Regions from separate parts of the Drosophila melanogaster genome. Here regions 2, 3 and 4 are each linked to region 1. The links are chromatin contacts, called in public Hi-C and HiChIP or PLAC-seq maps. All regions are on one chromosome and are shown on one strand. Each heading gives the region's core, a stretch centred on a gene start, on an enhancer-like site or on the middle of the called end of the contact. The rest is flanking DNA. Distances are from core to core; before and after follow the strand shown.

The links. A called contact is a pair of places that touch in the nucleus more often than the background predicts. HiChIP or PLAC-seq counts read pairs in DNA pulled down with a chosen protein or histone mark.
Region 2: a contact with region 1 is called in a Hi-C map of the Kc167 cell line, with 2.5 times the contacts expected there. The contact joins the promoter of Prx2 here to the promoter of lncRNA:CR33963 in region 1. A contact is called at or near these places in 3 of 107 Hi-C or Micro-C datasets (the Kc167 cell line, the ML-DmBG3-c2 cell line and the OSC cell line) and 2 of 6 datasets of contacts at active chromatin or transcription factors (both in the Kc167 cell line).
Region 3: a contact with region 1 is called in a Hi-C map of the Kc167 cell line, with 2.7 times the contacts expected there. The contact joins the promoter of GstT4 here to the promoter of lncRNA:CR33963 in region 1. A contact is called at or near these places in 1 of 1 datasets of contacts at CTCF or cohesin (the Kc167 cell line), 10 of 107 Hi-C or Micro-C datasets (the Kc167 cell line, the S2 cell line, embryo and 2 more) and 1 of 6 datasets of contacts at active chromatin or transcription factors (the Kc167 cell line).
Region 4: a Psq HiChIP or PLAC-seq map of the Kc167 cell line shows a contact between it and region 1, with 7 times the contacts expected there. The contact joins the promoter of bif here to the promoter of lncRNA:CR33963 in region 1. A contact is called at or near these places in 4 of 107 Hi-C or Micro-C datasets (the D17-c3 cell line, the Kc167 cell line, eye imaginal disc and 1 more) and 2 of 6 datasets of contacts at active chromatin or transcription factors (both in the Kc167 cell line).

The regions. Positions count from the first base shown.
Region 1 is chrX:12,656,338-12,660,749 of dm6, forward strand. It overlaps lncRNA:CR33963 (long non-coding RNA:CR33963), which reads left to right and starts at 3,125. Exons shown (of 1, transcript NR_002692.1): 1 at 3,125-4,295. Tis11 (Tis11 zinc finger protein) reads left to right here and starts at 3,078. Exons shown (of 4, transcript NM_001272561.2): 1 at 3,078-3,211; 2 at 4,197-4,412. CkIalpha (Casein kinase Ialpha) reads left to right here. Exons shown (of 4, transcript NM_078585.6): 4 at 1-1,497. The coding sequence ends at 156.
Region 2 is chrX:13,327,713-13,332,343 of dm6, forward strand. It overlaps Prx2 (Peroxiredoxin 2), which reads left to right and starts at 2,112. Exons shown (of 2, transcript NM_167359.2): 1 at 2,112-2,252; 2 at 3,410-4,282. The coding sequence starts at 3,410. The coding sequence ends at 3,994. IP3K2 (Inositol 1,4,5-triphosphate kinase 2) reads left to right here. Exons shown (of 6, transcript NM_001298272.1): 4 at 1-222; 5 at 439-549; 6 at 676-1,591. The coding sequence ends at 1,053.
Region 3 is chrX:13,403,051-13,407,727 of dm6, forward strand. GstT4 (Glutathione S transferase T4) reads left to right here and starts at 1,699. Exons shown (of 4, transcript NM_132658.2): 1 at 1,699-2,034. The coding sequence starts at 1,917.
Region 4 is chrX:11,677,079-11,681,468 of dm6, forward strand. bif (bifocal) reads left to right here and starts at 1,892. Exons shown (of 6, transcript NM_167295.3): 1 at 1,892-2,211; 2 at 3,766-4,036. The coding sequence starts at 3,775. It overlaps Vlet (Valette), which reads right to left and starts at 1,511. Exons shown (of 1, transcript NM_167294.2): 1 at 266-1,511. The coding sequence starts at 1,192. The coding sequence ends at 587. Ptp10D (Protein tyrosine phosphatase 10D) reads left to right here. Exons shown (of 13, transcript NM_206691.3): 13 at 1-260.

The DNA of each region.
Region 1 (4,412 bases), core at 1,875-4,374:
CTGTTCAGAACGCTGAACCATCAGTATGACTACATCTACGACTGGACAATGCTGAAGCAGAAGACCCATCAGGGTCAACCCAATCCAGCTATACTCTTGGAGCAATTGGACAAGGACAAGGAGAAGCAGAACGGCAAGCCCCTGATCGCGGACTAAGAGCTGCAGCGCATTCAGACGAATGGGGGGAGTGCATCAGAGAAGGAGAACGTGGATGCGTGGATGTAAATGACGTTGATGTGGGCGAAAGGCCCGGCAAGGAGCGGAGCAAATATGAAACAGACGCAACCGTAAAATTGAGTAACACCAGCGGTCGTCCGAATGTTTCTTAATATTAATTTAAATTCAATACTAAACAAATAAGGAACCACAAACAAGCAAGCAACGGCATCATCAGCAGGGCATATAAAATGATACCCCAGCAAATGTGATTCACGAGTGAATCACTGCGATCGATAATAACATAAACCGAAATTATTGCAAATCAATACGATTTAAACTAATTTGCAATCCATACACAAATCAACATACTTGCATAACACACCCACACACACACATACATACACACACTCACCCACTCTCATCCACCCACTCAAAAAGCAAACATCATTGCCCAAAAGGGGGAGAAAAAAGAAAAGAAGAGAGAAGAAGAAAAGAAGAGGAAAGAAATCAACAACACTTAGCCTAATAAATTACAAGAAATAATATTGGTAGAGTTGGAGGAACAAAATGAAGTAATGCTGAGGAAACTAAACCTATATATATATGTATATGTATATATGTAAGCGAATAAACACAACACCATATATGTATGCATATACCCATTTGATTCACGTCAAATCGAATCCAATGCTTAATTATGAATCGAGCGAAACAAAACTCAATAACTAATTAAAATGGAATAAATAAGAAACAAAACAGCAACAAGCAAACAACAACACAAAAAAACAACAAACAAATAAGAATAAACAATAAAAAAAAATTAATAAAACACACCGAGAAAAGCAAACAAAAAAAATATAGTGGAGGATGCGGAGGAGAAACAACCAAGCAAAGCCAACTGAGATGGGGGAAAATATAAAATAAAAGCAGCAACAAGAGTAAAACAAGCAAATAATAATTATAATGAAGAAAGAAAAAGAAGAAAACAGACCGCAAAACTGCAAAGTAATTTTGCATAGTACGCCGTAATAATTATAAATATAACTTATATTTAATTTTTTGAATTACATCAATAAATATGTTGAAATTAAATTTCGACTCGGCGCTGTTCACATCTGCATTAGATAGAGATGGGGGCATACGAAAGGGAAAGAAGTGCATTCAAATATATTTATTGTTGTAATATACGTCATTGTTTATTAGCGATTAGCTCTATTGGTTAATAATCTTTTTTAAAATTGTAGCATGTAATTAGTTTTTTTATTATACTATATTAAATTTACATAAAAATTGTATATTCATATATATATATATATGCATACGTTTTATTTGAGCCCCAACATTTAATTTCCCCCATAAGTGCTTTGTATCTAAAGTTGTATTCGTTTCAGCTGAAATTAAAATTTAGTTGAAATTAAAGATGCTTTTATATATTTAAATTAATCACAAAAAAATGCCTGTGTTTTTCAGATCTTGCGTTCAGTCATTAATAATGCATTTTAGTTATGAAAACTTGAACGTGACATAAAAACATTTCATTGTCACATTGGTTTATGGTTTATGGTTTATGGTTTATGGTTTGTTTATTTAAATTTGTACTGCTACTATTGATATCATCTAGTAGATTGCATAGCTGGTAGTTAGCAAAATATTCTGAAGAGATGAGAAAAAAAACGTAGAATCTTTGTAGAGAAAGTTGTCAATATTTTAAATTACGTTTATATTTAATGGAATGGTTATCTGCGATACTGTAATGGATGGTACAGGGGGGCGCAGCGTTAATCATCTTTCTTTAAAGTATTTTCCATAATGCCTCCAAAAATCGATTCGTAATGTTTTTTCACTTTCAGGTGGTCTTTCTTAAGATCCAAAACGAATTTAGCAGCTGACGTCTTTTGCAACCCGACTGTGAAATACATTTATTTATTAGACCCTCTTAATTTCTTTGTTTATTCGTCATTGTTGACCAATGACACGTACGCGGTCCGTCTGTGTGTGAGAATGTGCTTTTTATTATTTATTAACTTTATGGGATGTCCACTGCACTACTGACCCATTCCAATCAGCACCCCGTTTGCAAGCAGAAGGCGCTGATTGGAAAACACCAATTGCAGTGCAATTGCTGATAAGAACATTTAAAGTTCTGATTGAATAGTAAAAGAGCAAAAACGAAGCGCAACATTTATCAATTCGTCTCTTTAGTTTGACAAGAGATCTTAAAACATTTGCTATTTATAATTTTACATTTATAAATAACTTATTGCAGGATAACTCCTGAGAACATTGTCATTATTTTATCATTACATTCCTAAAAAGCTAACATGGGGAAAAATACAAATGAAATTTAAACTATGGCGCTTGTTTTGATACTGCGATTTAGATGGCTGCCACATAGTTTGACTTTGCCACCCGTGGAGCTGAAGTGACTGGAAATATATCTTTAACAACTTAAAGTTGCCTAACTAGTGCAATTATGCGCTTCAATAATGTTTTAAAAATAGTAGAAATTGGGACAGCGCTGCCAATAACTTCGAAAATTTAAAGGCAATCCAGTGGCACCACTGGCAAGCGAGTAGGTACAGGTGGCACCTCTACCAGTCGAGTTTGCACAGGTGGCACCACTAGCAAGCGAGTTGGCTCGATTAATGTTACTTGATTTACTATCGACTATGCTACTTGATTTAAAGGTATTATATGAAAAAACTTTCATTTCAAGTTTGAAGCATTTTTTCTTTTAGCTAGGTAAAAACTAACCGACTACAGAATAACCATTTACATATCTTAGACTCAAACGCTCTGACAAAAGAGCGCCTAACGGGAGGCCAAATGCCGTTCACCAAAAAGCATATATGACGTGGGCATTTTTCGGCTGACTCGCGGCTGGTCACACTGCCGGGCAACCGAATCGAAAAAACGGCGATTCGACATTTTTGTGCGAGTGTAAGGTTCGATTCCGATCTGGCTGGTTGTCTGACGGACGTGCTGCGTCTATTTTGTTGTGTTTTTTTGCGAACGAGCGAAGAGCGACAGGACCTCTGCGCCCGTATTCAAAGTAATAAGCGATTCGATAGCCAAATTAAAATTGTGTGCTTGTTTCTCGTGTATCTTGTGGTGTTTGTGCGATCCAAATCGAGTGGTCAACTTACATTCCCTTTCATCCTTTTCGTGGTTTATTTTTTTTTGCAAGTGCCGGAAAAATTCGAATTGGTTGTTCATCAATATACAACAGTTAACTGTATAGTAAAGTAAGAAATGGTCCACTGTTGTCGTTGTTTTTAAAAGGTGTAAAGTAAGAGTAAATGAATATAAAAGGCGCAACGAGAATTTCTTGAATCATGTTCAAATAAGCATAAGCAAGCATTCGATTAATTTACATGCGCGCATGTGTGCAATCCCAAGGACTTTGGGAACAAGAAGAACCGCGCGCACAAGGAGCATGCGAAGCAACAGGGAAAAATCATAAACGACAGAAATTGCTGCCCTTTTATTTGATTTTTGTGTTATGTTTTTTTTTTTGATGATTTTGAGTTCGCTGTCGCAGCAATAATATAAGAATTACAAACACACAGACGCAAGTGATATACGACCACCACTAGAGATCGCACACACACACGCAACACTTAGGCACACATAGGGAGATAGAGTGAGAGAAGGAGGAAAGGAAGGACGGAAAGGAAGGGACGAAGCGCAAGCTTATCTTTTCGCTTTTCGAGAACGCGAACGAAGACGATAAAAGCAAAGCAAACAACGCACACACGTAAATAAAACAGACATCGGCTGTTTAACAAACACACACATGTGTATATCAAAAAAGGGACAAAGCAAAGCGAAGAATATCAGCCTTTGGTTCTTCTTTCCTTTGCACATGTGCCTGGAAAATATCCTTACGAACACACTCCCATACGCATACGCATACGAACGACAAGCACGTGAAATTTTTGTTCCCTTGCTCTTTGCCCTTCTCTCTTCTGCCCTCGTGCATCGCTCTCTCACTTCCATTATTCGTCGCTAATCAAACGCTCTCTTCACTCTTTTAGCTGATTTTTTTTTATTGTTGCAATGCAATATTCGCGGAACGAATAACAACAACATACATAACTCAATATTCAAGTGCAAAGCAAATACAAATCAAACACAAAAGAAAAAGCAACGAAATAAAGATATATAGAAAAGAAAAACAAAACGAAAAAATTCGCACATTTTTTCTGTCTTGTCCAGTGGAAAATACAACAAATAAACAACAACGGCTAAAT
Region 2 (4,631 bases), core at 862-3,361, 670 kb after region 1:
GTCATGGACTGCAAGGTGGGTGTGCGCACCTATCTGGAGGAGGAGCTGTCCAAGGCCAAGGAGAAGCCCAAGCTGCGCAAGGATATGTACGACAAGATGATCCAAATCGACAGCCACGCTCCCACCGCCGAGGAGCACGCAGCCAAGGCGGTGACCAAGCCACGTTACATGGTCTGGCGTGAGACCATCTCCAGCACGGCCACGCTGGGATTCCGCATCGAGGTGGGCTTGAATTTGAATTGAATCTATTCCATTTAAACTTGAATAGCCAACCCAAAAAAACGAAACCACTAAATTAACATACGACTATGTGAATGAGAAGCGTGTGCAAAGTGCCAGGCTACACATTTATCCTTAAAGTCAAATGTAAACATTAATTATTCATTCAGAAAAGTTAATGGAAAGCCATTAATTTAATCGTCTAAACATCATTCGCAGGGCATCAAGAAGAGCGATGGCACCAGTTCCAAAGATTTCAAAACGACGAAGTCACGCGAACAAATCAAGTTGGCCTTTCTCGAGTTCCTCAGCGGTCACCCACATATTTTGGTGGGTATTCAAATTAGCCAAGCATGCCCAGTTGAATGCCATTAACTTGGGGATTCCCTGCGCTTGTCATTACTTTTTCTTTTCTTTTTATTTTATTTTCTTTTCTTTTTTTTTTTTTGCATACAGCCCCGCTACATACAGCGTTTGCGAGCCATAAGGGCCACCCTTGCGGTCTCGGAATTCTTCCAGACCCACGAGGTTATCGGCAGCTCCCTGCTCTTCGTCCACGATCAGACCCACGCCAGCATATGGCTAATTGATTTCGCCAAGACGGTGGAGCTGCCGCCGCAGCTGCGGATCGATCACTACTCCGCCTGGAAGGTGGGCAACCACGAAGATGGCTATCTCATCGGTATCAACAATCTCATTGATATCTTTGTGGAGCTGCAGGCATCCATGGAGGCGGAGGCGCATGCGCAAGCGCAGGCGGAGGCCATTCAGTCACCCGTTTCTGGTTCTGGAGGAGATCAAGCGGAGCAGACGGGTGAAGAGAGCAAACCCTAATGGGAAATCCATACATTTCCACACGGAGGTTTGGGGCTGGGCCCCGGAGACAAAGACATTTCCAATTTCCGAATCGATTAATCCCCAATTCCTAGGCTTAGTTATACATTTTTTTTTTGTTTTTTTCTAACAGTTTGCGTACATTTAACCCCTTAAGTTTAAAATCAAAGACTGAAATCACAATATGCATACACATATTTTTTAATATATACGATATACGCGTACATATACATATATAGAAGATATATAGCCTGGCCTATATGTGCTGCTGCTGCTGCTGTAGTGTAATTTATTTATCCAAAACAAAAAAAAAAACAAAAAAATTCACGTTTGGCGAATCCTAGAGATACCCGAATGGCTGGAGATAATACCCACAAGGCAGTTGCAACTGTCGATCGTAACGATACGAAAAGTAACTAAGAAATGAACACACCCAACACGCAACAAGAGCTTAGACTAAGTTTTTAATATAATGGTTATGCGACTACCTACTAAATACTACTAATTGTGCACTATTAAATTCAGTTAAAACAAAACGAAAAAACGAAAGTACTTGTTTCAATTTATTTGTGGAGATTTGTGGACCACAGAATAGCATAATACATAGAAAATATTATTTGCGCCAAAGTGGAATAGAAATGGTTATTATAAACAGGAATCAGTTCTTTAACTACATTATTTATAATGGAAGAATTAAAAAAAAGCGCGGTTTTTTCATTTTGGCGGCAAAATGACGACCAGTGTGACCGTTAAGCTGGTGTGCCCGAATTATACTAAAAGTACTGCTCAGTACATATTATTACACATTATTTATTATTAGTAGTAGTACTTGTTTCCAAGTCTATCAAAAGTTATTAAGCGCTACTATCTTAAAACTTGAATATTAAAACTTACCATTTAAAATGTAGAATCCACTTTTGAAAAGCACGCCAATAGTTGATAGATGGCGCTTTAAGCACTTGCTAAAAAATATCGATGAGCAGCGTTAATCGGCGCTGCCTATCGCAAGCGGTATCCGTGTTGCGGCAGCCCTGGTCGACCAGCATTCGCTTAATTTCAATCCATTCGCGAATTTCAACTCGTGCCGAAAGGTTTGTTTGTGCGAAAGCTGAAGCTGCGAGAGAACGAACAAGAGGAAGCCCACGCGGAAGTCAAGCAATTACCGAGAATTACTAAGAGAAAAAATATAACTGTTTAAAGTGAGTGTTCCTTGGGCGATGAACAGGTCGCTCATTCTGGGCAAAGTCGGCGAGAAATTGCGGAGCGTAAGATTAGAAATTAGCATCGCTGTTGTTGCTGTTGTTGTTCTTTTTCGATGAGCAAAAGATAATGATGTTCATGTTCGGTCGGCAGATTCGAGATTATTTCACAACTTTTTGCACCGAGAGCATAGTTTTTTTCTTCACATTTCGTTCTTTTTTTTCCACTTTATTGGCACGTCCGTCGCACACACTTACACACACACGTACACGCGAAGAGCCGGCGAAAAAAAGGGCACAAAAATGAAATCAAAACTAGAGGAAAATATTTGCCAATTCAGAAATAAGTTTGTGATTTGTAATTAATTCGCATCCATTACATGAAATACGCGAACGTGCCGACAGTTCAATAAATTCAATCGCATAAATGGGAGCAGTCGAAAAATTTGGCTAATTTATTATTCCGGGTTTCTTCCATTTCGCTTCGCTCGGCGGCCATTTTGTAGAGTTCAGCTTTTCTACTCTCCTCTTTGATCTTTCCAGTTTGTGGCGAAATATCTGGAAGTCAAGGGTAATTGCCCTTAATCGTTAGTAATTGCCGCCATTAGAACTCCGATTTATAGAGACTTTTAGTATGGAATTAGCATCAAGTTAACTACTTTACAATTGAAAACCAATTGGAAGTTACATAGGCAAGATTAAAGGTTATAAAATAGTAAGTTTACTACAAAATAGGTATATTGCATATGAGAAATTTCAAGAATTTCGTAAATATTTCCAATTTTCATTCTAAGGGCCTAGCATAATATTGATTTCCCATCATAATACTTTAACAGTATCTATTCATATTAATTTCCATGATTTCACTAGCCTCTATAAATGCAATTTTTTTAAACAACGGTTATCTTGTAATAATCCGAGGTTAGAGTGATGAAATTTTTGTTTTTTGTGGGGCCCAAAAAATCTTGATAGATAAGATAAGATGCGTATCGGTCGAAAGAGGAAGTATCAGTCACAGCGAGATTTCAAGGGGACCATATGAGGGATTTACAATTGAAGTTCTCAAAAGAAGGCGACTAAGTTCAGAGCACTTTGTTGTTAATTATTCGCTAGTTTGAAGAAACATGTCTCTAATTCGCCATCCATTCATTGAACAGATGCCCCAGCTACAGAAGCCCGCTCCCGCATTCGCCGGCACCGCCGTCGTCAACGGTGTTTTCAAGGACATCAAGTTGAGCGACTACAAGGGCAAATACCTGGTGCTTTTCTTCTACCCGCTGGACTTCACCTTCGTGTGCCCCACCGAGATCATTGCGTTCTCGGAGAGCGCCGCCGAGTTCCGCAAGATCAATTGCGAGGTGATCGGTTGCTCCACGGACAGCCAGTTCACCCACTTGGCCTGGATCAACACGCCAAGGAAGCAGGGTGGTCTGGGCAGCATGGACATTCCACTGCTGGCTGACAAGTCGATGAAGGTGGCCCGCGACTATGGAGTGCTCGATGAGGAGACTGGCATCCCCTTCCGCGGCCTGTTCATCATCGATGACAAGCAGAACTTGCGCCAGATCACCGTCAACGATCTGCCCGTAGGTCGCAGTGTGGAGGAGACCCTGCGTCTCGTCCAGGCCTTCCAGTACACCGACAAGTACGGCGAGGTCTGCCCCGCCAACTGGAAGCCCGGCCAGAAGACCATGGTGGCCGATCCCACCAAGTCCAAGGAGTACTTCGAGACCACCTCCTAAAGAGGCTATCTGTTCGCTGAACGGGGCCGCTCCTGGCGAGTGGGAGTGGATTCGAATCGCAAACCCCCCGTTCAACTAAAACCAATACATATACTACATTATATATCCTACACATTAACCCTAGAGCGTAGAAGAAGAAGAAACTGTGAGGCATCTTTCCCTGCAACAGCGCCACCCAAAAATAAGATGATAAACACCTGCAGACGCTAAGCGGAAAGTGATTATTTTTTACGTATATTTTGTGTGCTTTTTTTTTTTTGTAATTCACCACAATAAACGATTGTACGGAGCACGTGGGTCTTTATCAGGGGGTGGCGGGCGGACTTTCGCCTCAAACCTCTGGTCTTATCATCCGGGGAAACATTTCCACAAAAGAAAAAAAAATGGAAAGAAATAGCAGCGGGCGACTTATCACCGTCTGCGACTGGCAATTGCGAAATTGCAAATAGACTGAATCAGAATGCCAGGAATGCTTCGCTGAAAGAAATGACGAGTGACTTGTGCACAGTATACAAATCTACATGTGATGTCTAATTAAACCCGGTTAATAATCTGTTAACATGTACTTGTAGTTACCTATTAGTTGTTCCACATATTCTGTAACTTTGTTACTTTGATGTGGCATTTTATTGCAGTG
Region 3 (4,677 bases), core at 449-2,948, 750 kb after region 1:
TTTTTGATTTCGACGTGAAAGTAAAATATTTTCAATCAATACAGGTAGAGAAAACTCATAAGAGCGGGGCTCCACTGCCCAGCGGCCACGTGGCCTCCAAGGACCAGAACGTGAATACATTGAGCAAATCGATCCTTGGCGAGGTACTAAGAAAAGCCTTTAATGTGAAGGCGTGACCCGTTCAGCGCGGTTTGCTCTCCTCCGCGATTCATATGAACCTCTGACGAATTCGATGCCATAATTTTCAGCTGCCAAGGTCGTCTTTCAAAAATAAATATAAAAAATTAAATGTTTCCAACTTTTTAAGTTAGTAAGTTAAATAATTAGCAATAGAAATTAACTATTTTTTATAGGATAATCATAGCGAAATTTCTGAAAATGCACGAAATGAACAGCTGATCAAAAGTGAAGTGTAGTGCACTCTATTGAGCCATTATCGTGGCAAGTATCTTTGTGCCAACTGTTGTGCCACCTTGTACGGACAGCGTACACTTGTGACAGCGAATGCATCTTAGAGATACAGATACATCCGAAGACAAGGCACTTTGGCTGGCACTTCGGCCCAGTTTTATCAGCTCAACAGTTGAACAAAAACAATTCGCTGACCGATATGGAAGGTATAGTTGTGTTTCTTGTTCTTGTTGGTATTTTCTGTTATTGGCCCCGTTTTTGGTAAACAAGATAACACCGCACATCGTAGATTCGTTTAGTGGGGTGCTGTGGGGCTTGGGATCGCTGGGATCCTCAAAACACTTATTAATACTAAGCATTTTCTGATTGGAAATCGTCGCCAGATAACGCACGAATATATCAAAGCTAGTCCAGTACAAAGGCGAAAGAGCCGAATACCGAGTCAAAAAGAAACCAGCAAAACAAAAACAAGAAAAGCCGCAGCAGCAACAAAATACTAAAAGCAAAACAAACAGCGATAAAATCGAACAGCTAGGCACACTTGAAATACCCTATCGAAAATTGGGAAAGCCCTAACACATGGATTTAAGCCAAGTGTTCGTTAAGCCCTGAGTAAATGCATCGAGTTTAATAGCGGCAAGGGAAGCTATATGGACTCTATATGACTTTATGGTTAAAATATAAGCTGCTTGTAACTATCGCATTTATGTAAGTTTTAGTATGAATTTTGGTATACGGCCAAGAAAATGAGTAATAAAACCTGGTACCAATTTTCACCACCATCCGATTGGTAATACCCGAGTTACGATAGGTAAGTTTTGCATATCCCGCTCTCTTTTCGCTGTGGGCCACACCCTCTTTTCAAAGGGGCATGCAGTCGCAATGTCTCGATCTCAGCGAAAGGGTAGCGCCAGTGTCAGCAGAGGCGGAGCAGAGGAGCAGCAGTGGGGGCACCATATACAATGTACATATGCACAAGAAGCCGGTCTTTTTTGTCTCTGTTTTTGTTTTTGTGTTCGCTTTGTTTTTTTCTCTTTTTTTTTTTTTTTTTTGTTAGCATCTTGTTGTGATCGCAACGCTGCTCCGCTGGCTTGTTTTTGCGGCGCATTTAATGAATGCGCCCCGTTCACCCCTCCCCTAATACTTCACACACACCACACACCGTACACCAAACGCCATACACCATACACCATACACCACACACCACCTCACCCCACCCACCAGTTTGCTGCGCAGTCGGCGTCGACGCAGCGGCATTGCGTTTAAAATGTCGCAGCGACGGCGCTGCGGAGCTCAGTCTAGCAGCAAAAGTCCAGCGATACGGTTCCAAAGCGATCTGATCTCAGTTTCGATTTGAATCCCCCGATCTGGAATTTCGAATTTTGGATTGTACTGCAGTGCATTGAAGTGCCTACACAACTTTTTTTTTCGCACCCACTCTAGTCACTTGGAGAGAGCACACTGTATATAGTTGGAATATATATATATTAGTATATATCAACGAGATGTCGCAGCCACTCAAGTTCTACTTCGATTTCCTGAACCAATCGAGCCGGGCGCTCTACATCCTCCTGGAGGCCTCCAAGATCCCCTTCGAGGCCATACCCATATCGATGCTCAAAGGTGAGTAGTACTCGCTGTTAAGAAGGGAGTGGTGGTGGGCAGGGAGTACGTGAGCGGTGGCACACACAGCCACATCTATAAGACCAGCCACATCTATAAGGGCCCAAAGGTCGAACCAACCGACCAACCGACCAACCGACCAACCGACCGACCGACGAACACATTCCTATGCATTTATGCTGCCCTTTGTTTTCGATATTTTTCGAGTCGGCGAGTGAGTTTCCAAATAAATTTTCCGCTCGTTAAAAATTCCACAATCCAAACGAAAAGTTTCCAAGGCGAAAGCGGGCAGACGTCGTTTTTGAAATAGTGTCACTCCATTCGAAAACAATTGAGGAACTGTGGAACATGGCGAGATTAGACGAACATATGTATTGTACATACATATGTACATATGAGTTCAATGCAAACGTGATTGTTCTCAAAAATAATTTCTTAGCAAATGATAGATAAGATTAAAAGGAATCCCGAAACGAACGTGAGGATTCCTTAGAAAGTGTGTGCAAAATAATTATATTTTTTTTTTTTGCAGAAGTGTTCGAGCATTATTGAGCAGTCGCACTTTGAACGTGTTTACAGATAATCTTAGCCTTTGGGGGCATCCAAAAAAAAAAAAGAAAACCGGCTAATTGCCTTCTATTCACGCTTTTATCGCAGGGCAAACAAACTACAAACTCAAATATGGGTTTCAAAAATATACAATATATGTACATACTATATATTATTCTTGATTCAATAGTATAGATTCAGTACTGTACCTTAAATTCGCAGTGCACTTTGCTCGTGTTTACTCCGCACGAGAATTTAGAAACCGATCTTTGCGCTGGTTTTATCACCTGCTCGCCAAACTGGGACACTTATCAAATTTTCGATGAGATCCAGCGTTTTGTTAGCCACTTTGTTATTTCCATTACCATTCGCTTGAGTTTTGTTTTCCTTCATCATTTGTTGGATGTGGTTTTACTATTTGCCAAGCTGCGCGTGCGCTTAGCACTTTTCGATGATTCGCATATGGTATCAATTTAGGAATGGAGCTAAGGTAAGGAGGGTCTTCACACCTCGTCTTGGTCGTTCTCCACTTGGTCAAGGTTGGCGGAAATGCCATAAAGTGCAGAATTGATGCGAGGATGCAATCAGCGGCCACATTAACGGCTGCATATATAATTGCGATATGTGGATAATGTCGTCTCGCGTTGACGTCAACGCTTTGGCATCGCGTAAGTTGATAGCCACATAAATAGGTATATACTGGGATATCAACTACTATGCTAATCCCAAGGAGAGCTCCCCCAACTCCTCGATACAATGTTCGATTCCCAGACAGGCCTGCCTTTTTTGTTTTTGTTTTTTCTTTTCTTTTTCTATATATGTACAATATATTGGTTGGTGCTGGCACTTGGACTTTGCACTCCGGTGAGCCAGTTAGTTCGCTTAGAAATCAGAGTCGTCGCTGCACGCGAGTGGAGGCAACAAGACAACCTTGTGGAGGTTAAAGACTCCGAGGCGGGGGCAAGCACTTTCAGTAGTTTCAGCACACATGCACACACATTCATAGAGTGGAGCTAGCTGCACTAGCTTCACTAGCACTGGTGCTCGGCTCACCCGGTTTTTTATGCCGGTCCGAGCATGACGCAAGGAATCTAATCTGGCGGGGAGTTTACGAGCTTCACTGCAATTCGGATCAAGTGGAAATCGAATAGAGCTCTCGATTGGGCTATTAACATCATAAACAATGATATTTTCCAACCCAATTCGGTATGCCCTTCAGATTGTTATCTACGAGTGGGCCTACCGATTTGCCAAGCAATCTGTGGTCTTCAAGCTGAGTTCCCAGAGGTCATATAAGGTTATGGGTATGCAGGTTGTATACCTTTCTAAAAGTAACCGTAACGATTTTGACTGCACTCCATGGGCTCAGATACAAGATACTAGAGTCCCTAGAGATCGGAGCAGGTTAGACGGGTTAGTTGCTCGATGGGAATATGAAACGAAGAGAATATTATACTATATACGCTGATATTGGAATTTACAAAGATTATAGTTTATGAATAACGATGGGTAATAAGCTACCAGAGATAAGAGCAGCTCTTTTAATTAGCTCCTGGCCATATAGATTAATTGACTGTCACAATGCAACTGCGATAATGACCCTCACGAGCTTCCGGCTGCCCTTTCTATTGCGATCCCTGGGTCAGCTACCAACCATCAACTCAGATCTTGATCAGCCAGTCAATCACGAATCTCTCACGAATCGCCCTTTGCCTGGATGGAGGCCAGCATATGGTGGCTTTAATTTTCCAAATGGCAGCAATTATAAAATTGAAAAATTGCCGCCGCCAATTCCCAATCTAATCAGCTGATGTCGGGAATCACAGTTTGCCACTAACTGCCGCTGCTGACTAATCAATTAGCTTTCCACAAGCCACATTTGCCCAGTTAATTTCTTTGCTATATTCACACCAGAAATCATGATGTGTATTTGTGCTCACCCATCCAGATGGCAAATACTTAAACCAGAACGGGTATTTTTAGAGCCGGAGGCCTCGCAAGTGCCGCACGATTTGTCACTCCTCCGCGGAACGAACCCCTTTTCTATATGACACCACTGACTGCCCTCACGCCCACGATGACCTTGGTGGGCAG
Region 4 (4,390 bases), core at 642-3,141, 980 kb before region 1:
CATATGCATAATTATGCAAAAGTTTGAGAAGATGAAACTAGAAAGTCTGTATAATGCATACATAATATACGACTCCATTATACACACACACACGCATACTAAGGCCGATGAATAACATATGCATATACAATATAGACATATATTAAATATATATCATTGTAATAATTTGTAATGTTTATCAGTAGAATTATGATCCGAGGTGGAGCAGACGAGTAAAACGCATGCAGAGATCCATTAAAGTGTACTGTAAAATGTGCCACACATTGTTTTATCTAAATTTATTAAAGGATTTATTATTTTGCAGAGGGTAAGTTCTAAAACTTAAAAACTAGTCCTGTTTGGAAGATCCTAATCATTGCAACGTTTTATAAATCAAAGCCGAACTCTTACTCTAGTAAAAATTTGGCTACGTTCGGAAAATTAGCCAGAACATAGGAAAAACCCTACTGAATTAAACAAAAAAAAACGTGTTTAACATTTGGCTACGATCGTGTTAGTATTGCATACTTTTAGGTCCATCTTTTTGCACAGAGTTTTGTGTGAATCAACAATAAAATTGGCACTGGAATTGGTCGATGGCGTCCCACTACTGATTGCCAGGCGCCGTTGCTCCTGTAGTCTTCATGGCCAGCATGGCGTCCAGTTCGCCCTGGATGCTCTCGAACTGATTGTACAGTTCCATTAGTTCCGGTTGTGTCATTTCGATGTTGATATCCTCGCCGACGGCCGTTTTCATTTGGAGCACGGCCAGCGGGGTCTTCTCCCGCTGCTGGCAATGCGAGGAGATCTCCATGTTGAGCTTCCAGGCCACATCTTCGATGACATTTGATTCGTACCGCTTGCTGGCCAAATTGTTCATAATGGGCGTCGTTTCGCGCACCCACAAACGCAATATGGCATCGATCTTGGCCTCATCCTCCAGCTGGAGTTTCTCGCGCAGCTCACGCTGCAGCAAACTTGGCTTGATGATAAACGTGGAGATGCGACGCAGGATGTAGGAGAAGGTCTTGATCAGCAGCAGGAAGTCCTGACGCGGTACGCCCACCAATCGCTCCAGTTCCTCGAGTGTGTACTCCGGTTCGGTGTTACTTGTGGGGTTCTCCTCGGTGCTGCTGTCCACCCGGCCGGTGGTCGTCACACTGGTGCCCACTGTACTACTGGTGGCACTCGCCGATGCTACGCTGGGACTCATCTGCCGGTGGGTGTAGAACAGAACCGTCGTAAAGGTCTCGTAGGGCAAGGCATTGATGATTTTGATGCCCTCACGGGCTCTAAGATATAAATGCAAGAAATTAATCTCTATAAGAACATTGATATTACATACCTTTCCGTGATCTTTATCCAGTTAATGCTCATTGTGAGATATATTTAAAAATTTTTAAGGAACATAGAGTTATTAAGTCTTTACCAGCACTTCTTTTATTATGACTTTAATATTATTTGTTTATACAGACCAACAATATACAAAAAACTATCGACTTGCCACGGTGCGGTGCTGCCACACAGTTACTACTGCCAATAATAACGGTAAGTGCTGACTAAAATACAAAAATATTACATTTTGCGATGTGATTTTAAACATATTCTTTATTAATTTTTTAGATTTAAATGTTTTATTAAATTAATTTATTTTTCTGTATTTAGGCCTGAATAATTTACCTTATAAAATTACAATGTTTTAAATAATATTTGCTGTTATGTTTCCTGCAAAATAAAATTCGTGAAAAAAAGCCGCACCAGCAAATATCAATACCAGATTGTCGACGGCACCGACGATCGACGATTCAATTTGTAGAAGATTATCAAGTACGAATAGTTTTCCAACTCATTAATATAATCGTCCTACCTGGCAACTCCGCTGATGCCTATCGATGCTCCGCTCGATAGCGCCAACAATCGATAAGCAGTATTTGTGTATTGGAAACGCGGCTTAACTTAATGCAGATTTTTCCGCTGATTCGGCTGCGAAAGATGCACTTTTAAGGCGCAGCGAGTGCACCCACGCCCCGAGTTCGAGTGCAGTTGCAGTCGGGAAAGCTTGACAAGTGCGCGGAGCAAGGAGAGCGACGAGTTCGTTGAGCTACAGCGAAACGGAAAAGTGTAAAAGCGGGGTAAACAGGCGCAGCGGAGCGGATGATAAACGGAACTCGGGATCGGAAAATTGGAAGCAAAACCAACCACCGATTATAAAAAATAGTCAGCATCTTAAAAGTAAGGATTTCAAGCTAAGGTTTCAGCGAAAGCCCGAGAAAAACAAAAACCCCAACTAAACTAACGGAACAGTGCGTCGGGATATATGCATGTGTATGTGGTATACGTATGTGTGTCTTTGGCTGCGTGCGATTGTATTGTTCCTGTGTAAATAAACAAAACCCGGCTCTTTAGTCTTCCACTAGTTCGTTTCGCGTTTCTCTGCGAGGAATTTTTGTTGAAAAAACTCAATTTGGCATAGCATAACTTCCAGTTTATTTCCCTATTCTGCAAACTGTGTGTATCAGTGTGCTGGTGCTTCCAGCATGCCGTAAAAATCGATAGCGCGTCGTCGGTTGTTTATTTTATGCTTCGTCTGCATTTTGCAGCCCCTTTTTATCGCTCTCCCCTTTTCAGCCACCCTTGCACACACTCACACTCTCTCCGGCGGAGTCGTGTGATGCATACACACACACACACACAGACACATGCATACGCCTGATACGGGAAATTAAAAATAATACTTTTTATCGCGGCATGCAAAAGGCAAAGCTGCAAAAACAGAAACAATTCCAATTCCAACAGCAATAATCTAGCCATGCAATCAATTTTAGCCAAACAATAAAAAGAATCGTTTGGTTTCAGTTTCCCCGCTTTTCTTTTCCGTTATTTTCCTCTCTATATTCGGTTTTATCGCATTTTCCGCTCATTATGGCAGTTTAGCATATTTATGCTGGAAAAATATTGGGGTTTCTTCGCTTCTTACCTTTGTTTTACGTTTTGTTTTGCTGTCGGGCTGTAAAAACAGCAGTTAATCCAATTAAGAAAAATAAAACTCTAAATGCCATCGCCACCACGAATTCGAAATCACCTTTTATCTACTCAAAAGATATTCATCTTATTTATTTTCCAAGATAAATGTTAAATTATAAATATATTATAGAACCATACACTTGTTGAAATAGAATTTCTGCTAACAGCTGCGAGTTTTACAGTCATAACTATTATTATTATTTATTAACTTAGATTTCTACAGGCTGCGATTTTATAAAAATGATTCAATTTTTTATCTAGACTTTGTTATTAAAATTTCTACATAAGCAGAAAATAATTGCTGCAATGACAAATATTTCATTTTCAGCTTGTGTTTATCGTAGCTTATTTTTTGTTAAATGTATATTAAAGTATTTACTCCCCTTCTCATGTAATATACATATATTGAAAAAACAGTACTTTTGTCTATTAGAATATATTTATACCCTCACTTATTGGTTCATCTCGAAAACTGGTCGAGTAAACTGAGAATCTTGAGATAGTTTCTTGAATTGGATATAATTTGCATGGTTGGCCAATCTTTTGGGTCGGCTATGCCCGCCTCTTTGCTTCGTAGAGGAGCTTGGGCACCGGGCACTTGCAATTGGCACCAGCTTCGGGCCAGTCAGTCCGCCAGACTTGGTCTTTGGGTCGAGATGTAGAGCTGGATAGTGTGCCACACTATATAGGGGATACTACTGCGATACAGACACCGCGGACACGGCTGACATGCATTAATGCTGCGAATAATGCCTATTGCAGACGGGGATAATGGAGTCACAGAAGCGGCCTTCGTTGGACTTACACACGGATGTGCCAGCAGGATTAGCAGCTGGAGGATCTGGCCTGGGAGCTGCAGCTGAGATGTCGCCCACTTCCGGTTTCCTGCCGGACATGCCGCAGTGGAAGAAGGACCTCATCCAGCGCCGGAAAACGAACGTGGCCCGCACCCAGGCGGCGTCCATCACCTCGCCCACCGATGGCAGTTGTGGGGCTTTGGCAGAAGCCAACGCAGCTCCAGGTGCAATTGCAGGTGAGTGGTGGTTGGACAAACTGGAATACTTTCACCTGACACGCAAATTAAAGGTATTTTCAAGCCAAGCATTTCTGTCAAGGCATGTTAGGTGCAAGTATTCGTATTTCTAATCGCTATTTCTTGCATTCTTGACAAACGAAATAATTGCACTTACTTTTGAGCTCCATACTTATCCCTTTTAAATGATACCGTTCGGTACTTAAAATAAATTCAACGAACTATAGACTTCGGAAAGGTTTTTAAAATATTTAAAAACTGCCGTAGCAAATAGTAATCAGGGTGAAATATATTGACTGGAAAAATGCGAAAGACTAATTGTGACTTACACAATCTGCAATTGCTCAGTTGGCG